Linked DNA regions of Sorghum bicolor: region 1 is linked to region 2. Evidence: chromatin contacts called from public HiCAR-type data. All regions are on one chromosome and are shown on one strand. Each heading gives the region's core, a stretch centred on a gene start, on an enhancer-like site or on the middle of the called end of the contact. The rest is flanking DNA. Distances are from core to core; before and after follow the strand shown. Region 1 holds the start of LOC8064126 (probable WRKY transcription factor 3). Region 2 holds the start of LOC8064580.

Region 1 (2,700 bases), core at 173-2,672, 260 kb after region 2:
AGGCAGGCACGAAACCTAGAATTTTAGCGTGCGGACTCATTCAATTCGGTGGGGGCTCGGACAGCTCGCCGACGTCCTCTCCTGTCGTCATCGTCCCAGCCGTTGGATGCGCCATCGTCGGCCGCACGGCCACGGCGATCGAGATGTGTTTTTTTTTTTCCCTTCAACGTCCGATTTTTATTTTTTGTTCCGTCTGATTTGACGAATTGATGAAAAGAAAGAACAAAAAAAAGGTAAATTACCTACAGTAGTTATTTTGATTATTTCCCGAATTGGGACATGTATGTTACTTTTTACTATAATATGCAGCTTTGATTTTCAAAAAAAAAAAGCAGCTTTGGAGCCGAGGTGGAGGAAATCAAGCTGTCTAGCTCTCCCATTTGGATGACCCTGAATAAACTCTGTTAGAAAAATCCGAGTGATGACACTGACATTCTCTTCTTCCCATCGCTTTGTTTTATCGAATGCGCACTCTACTGGTACAACTACATGCGCCAAATGGAGCTACAAAAACTACCCCGTACACACTAAGCGGGTTTTGTGATAGTTTACATGTAGGGAAATGTCTTTACCATACTTTATAAAACTGACTCAAATGACATGTCTCAAATTTCCCAAAAGAATACTTACCAACGTACAAGTATATGGCTCTGCTCGCTATAGCTAAGGTTATGGCTGTGGCTCTAGACCTAGAGGGTGTTTGGTTACCTACCGTTGTGAGCCACGTATATTATGACATTACCATAAAAGTTTGACGGAGAAATTGGTCACCATAGTTGTAACGAAATTCTCTCCTTCATTTAGTTAAAAAAAAAAGCTATGACTGGCCTCAAGTCAGTGCTAAACTAAACAATAGTTTTATGCCTGTGGCAACCTTAACTTGCCTATGGTATACAGTGGTAGGCAACCAAACACCCGTATAGTTTTAGGCTTACAGCGTCGTAACCACAACGCTATAGAGTTTTATCGGATGACTATATATCATTAGTGCATACTACTAAACACAGCAGGTACAACACTACTAGACTTATCAATAAGAGTTGGAATCAGGATCCATCTTATCAATTAAGAGCCTATTTCGATATATATGGTTATTTACTAATTGAGCGCTCAAATTATTTTTTGAGGGAATAGTGCTCAACACGTGGTTGACCAACAATTTGTTGAAAACTGAATTTAAAAATATTTCACTTTTCTATTTGGATGTACAAGATCTAATTCAAACTAAAAACTAGTTAGCTAACAATTAACATGCGTCATTCAAACAATTAACCAGACTGTGGTGAAGTAGCAAAAGATTTTCTGTGTGTAAATCAAAAAGCCAAAATATCTACTGACATCTTTATACTCCTATCATGGCAAAAATCTAATAAAGCAGAAAAAAAAGCTTTGGTTTCCTTCCTTCCTTCCCTTTCCTTCCCCCTCTCCGAACTCCGAAAGCCAACGAGTTGAGAGACGAGAGACACACAAACACTGCAGAGGAGAGGAAGAGAGGAGCCGAAGTCAGAGTCTGCTCACCCAACCCAAAAAAACCTCCACAAACCAAAGTCAACGCCGGAAACCAAGAAGAAGAAGAAGAGGGGAATTCTCTCTCTCTCTCTCTCTCTCTAGTCTTCCTTCCTCTCTCGCCTCCGCCGCTTGTCCGCGACCATGTCCGCGCGCCCGCCGCCGCCGCCGCGCCCGCGCCTGGCGCTGCCACCGCGCTCGGCGGCGGAGTCGCTCTTCACGGGCGCCGGCGACGCCAGCCCGGGCCCGCTCACGCTCGCCTCAGCGCTCTTCCCCTCCTCTGACAGCGACGGCGGCGGAGGCGGAGGCGGAGGCGCCAACTCCTCCTCCGGGGCCGCGACGACCTTCACGCAGCTCCTCACCGGCTCCCTCGCGCCGCCTCCGCAGCAGCAGCATGAGGCGGAGAGGGGACGAGGAGGAGGCGGGGTCGCCAGGGCCGGCCCGGCGCTCTCGGTGGCTCCGCCGGCGTCGGCGTCCGCTGGCGCGTCCGTCTTCACCGTGCCCCCCGGCCTCAGCCCCTCCGGTTTGCTCGACTCCCCTGGGCTGCTCTTCTCGCCCGCCATGGTACGTCGTGACACCGGCTGCAACTTCTTGCTGGAAGAAAATATTAGCTTTTGTTTGTTTCAGGCGCGAAAAAACAGATTTTTTTTTTGGATCTTGCTTGCGAGCTGATAAAATTGTTAAAACCGTATGTATGCTATAATCGCCTTTTTTTGTCGTATTTATAGTGTTGCACTACGGTAGCGTTACTGCGAGATATTAAGAGAGACAAGAGTGTTATTGTTTCTATTTTTAACACAAAAAGCGGTTTTTTATGTTCCTTATTTTCATAGTTCATAGATTGTTGTGAAACATGTTCCATTTCTTTCGCTTGTGACATGGCTTTAATCTGGGTTCATCAATCTGTTCATCTACGGGATTTACTTTTGGATGATGCTAAAAAAACAGGAAAGAATTTTTCAAGCAACATGGGAATCTGGAACTTCTGAAAGGTGCCACTTTTGCAGTTCCGTCAGTGCTTTTAGTGAGATGGTTACATATAATGTAGTACTGATCATGTAGATCAGGCCCATATGTTTGTCCCGAAACGCATAAAGCCACCTTACTATATTTGTGTGTGGCACTTCAGGGCACTGAATAATATCGGCCTACTAAGATAGATAGGTGATGCTTCTTGATCTTTTAGAAATGCCA
Region 2 (2,700 bases), core at 77-2,576:
GCGCGACTTTGTGCTAGAGAAGGGGACAGAATTTGGTACCCTTGAAGCGTTTCTTGGTCGATACCCATGTTTTCGACGAGCAACACCGCTGCAGGTTTGTTCTTCGTTTTTGGAGGCTTTACACTCTTAGAGTCAGTGTTGGCGTTGGTGACGGTGCCCAATGGTTCATTTTGGGGAGCTTGTACTACGCCATCGCCATGTACTTGTTCGTGGACCTTGGCCTTGCCGTACGACTTCTTCCCCTTCTTCATCACAGCCTTCTTCTTGGCGGCGTCGCCGGAGCCGGCGGTGACATGATGAGCTGCTGAGGTTTTACCAAGCTCCGGGCCCGGGGATGACGATCCATGAGATGGAAGTGGAACCGTGTCGTAGGCGACAATGTCCTTCCACTCCACGCTCACGCCCTCCTTGGCGGCCTTGGCCTTGCCGGCGGCCGCCGCCTTGGAAGGCTTCTGAGTAGTAGCAGTGGTGGTGGAGTCCCCGACACGCCTGCGGAACACGGAGCGCACCTTGACGAGCACCCTGCTGTGGTTGTGGCTCTCCGCCGGAGCCGGAGCTGGAGCCGGCGGCGGCGGTTGCTTCCGAGGCGGCCTCGGCTGCTGCGGCCTGCTGTGCGCCTCCTTGTGATCCTCGAACGTGTGCGTGCCGCCGTACTTGCACACGTGGTGGCACGAGCCGGCCGACGGCCTGAGGTAGCCGGGGACGGGCTTGGCGGTGGCGCCGCCGCCGTGGTGAGAGTCAGAGGGCGACGGCGTGCTGCCGCGTCCCGTTGGTTTGGGGCCTTGTGCGGCCATCTGTACCTCCATCTCTGGTCCGGACCAGGCAGTGGAGTCGAGATCTTTGCTTGATTCCGTCAAGAATTACAAGTAGAGTGAATCTGCAGGGGAAGACGATGAGTTGGTCAGGTTTGAAGCTTGTGTTTCATCTTCTGACTAGAAAGAAGCAGATCAAAGGGTTGCAGGGCCGGCGACACGAAGGAAGAACTCACCGGCAGCAGGCACCGGAGCTGCGCCGATTCACTTCACTAGCCGCGCGCCATGCGCGAGCTTGACTGCCTAGCAGAGCTCGCCGGAGTACTACCCAACAACTCCAGAATGACAAGGTAGGTAGGTAGCTTGGTACCTAGCGGTATCTTCTTGGCGGCTGGTTCCTGGCAGGACTGATCTCGCCTGCATATATATCTGCAGGCAGCAATCGAGAGGAGTAAATGGGTTTGCCGCTAGCGTCACCGGTGGCCGGGGCCCCGGGGGTGTAGGAAGCAGAGCAGGCGATCGGGTCAAGGAGGAGAAACGGCGGTGGCCGCAGGCAGCAACCCGCCTGTTCTTTGTTTAATGGCGTGGCACAGGCGTGGATGGTGATGGATTGGATCAGGGGCGATTTGGTGAAGAAGCTGCGGGGGGTCAGAGTCAGAGATTGGTGGTAGGAGGAGGTCAAACATGGCGGGACGGTGAGCACGCGGGTGGGGTCCGTTTGATTTTGGAGACGAAGACGACGACGGGGTGTCTGTTGGCTGGCTGGAGGGGTTAGGTGTCGTTGGCGCCATTTTGACGGCTGACCTGTGGGCCCGATCCTTGCAGGGCCACCGGCAACCCATATTTGAACTTGACTTGGTCTGTTTGTGAATTGTGAGGACGTACATGGACAGTCATTCAATTCAAGGTAAGGGGGCGGAACAGCGAGCTGGTGTGGACTGGGGCCTTGTTTTTAGATCCGTAATGTTTTTGGATTTTTGATACTATAGCACTTTTATTTGTATTTGACAAATATTATTCAATCATGAACTAACTAGACTTAAAAGATTCGTCTCGCAAATTACACATAAACTGTACAATTAGTTATTTTTAAATTTATATTTAATGTACCATGCATATGCCGTAAGATTTGATGTGACAAGGAATCCTGAAAAGTTTTTGAATTTGGGTGAACTAAACAAGGCGTGGATTTAGAGACCGTTTGGGTAACTCAAAATAAATCCATGTTTCTGGACACACTTGGTTGGTGGTTACACTTGTGAACATCATTGCGCCTTGTTAAGAAAAAAATTCCATGTGATGGGGCCATTATGTTTGGTTAATTGGCTTCCGCATGTTGCAAAGCCAGAGATGTTGAAACTGAGGCCGGTATTTGCTTCTCGCCAGAGGTGTGGTATGCCAGACATGTTTAGCCTTTCTAAAATTTTTTGTTTTGGGCTATTGTAGTATTTTTGTTTTTATTTGACAAATATTGTCTAATTAGGGACTAACTAGGCTTATCTCACGATTTGTGTAATTAGTTTTTATTTTCGTCTATGTTTAATGCTCCATGCATGTACCACAAGATTTGATGTGACGACTGAAAAGTTTTTAGTTTTTGAGGTGAACTAAACAAGGCCTTAGCCGGCATGCATGCACAAAAGCGGAGCAAAGCTTTGACAAATGGCTGCAAGCTCGCCGTATTTGCTCGTCCTAATTTTGGCTGATCTAGAGTTAATTAAAGAACCAAACAGATCCATATGATGCATCCTTTTCGAACTATAAGGACCATTTTGACTTTATTTTCTAAATTAATAACCAATTTAGGTGACTTCATTATGCGTTAGAACCGATTCGGCACCGTGCGGTTTGTAGCTTAGCCATGACTTCCTCTGTCTCGAAATTTGTTGCTGTCTACTTGTCTCTGTTCTTTAGGGTCAAAATACAAGCATCAGGGCGAGAGCTGAAA

Evidence for each region. HiCAR-type assays count read pairs that join an accessible place to other places.
Region 1: a contact with region 2 is called in a HiCAR-type map of leaf, with 4 times the contacts expected there. The contact joins the promoter of LOC8064126 here to the promoter of LOC8064580 in region 2. A contact is called at or near these places in 1 of 4 Hi-C or Micro-C datasets (leaf) and 1 of 1 datasets of contacts at active chromatin or transcription factors (leaf).

Annotation. Positions count from the first base shown.
Region 1 is chr8:50,602,118-50,604,817 of Sorghum_bicolor_NCBIv3, forward strand. It overlaps LOC8064126 (probable WRKY transcription factor 3), which reads left to right and starts at 1,423. Exons shown (of 4, transcript XM_002442153.2): 1 at 1,423-2,070. The coding sequence starts at 1,651.
Region 2 is chr8:50,345,656-50,348,355 of Sorghum_bicolor_NCBIv3, forward strand. LOC8064580 reads right to left here and starts at 1,327. Exons shown (of 2, transcript XM_002443194.2): 1 at 989-1,327; 2 at 1-877. The coding sequence starts at 806. It overlaps LOC110437674 (a long non-coding RNA gene), which reads left to right and starts at 970. Exons shown (of 2, transcript XR_002455588.1): 1 at 970-1,102; 2 at 1,188-1,777.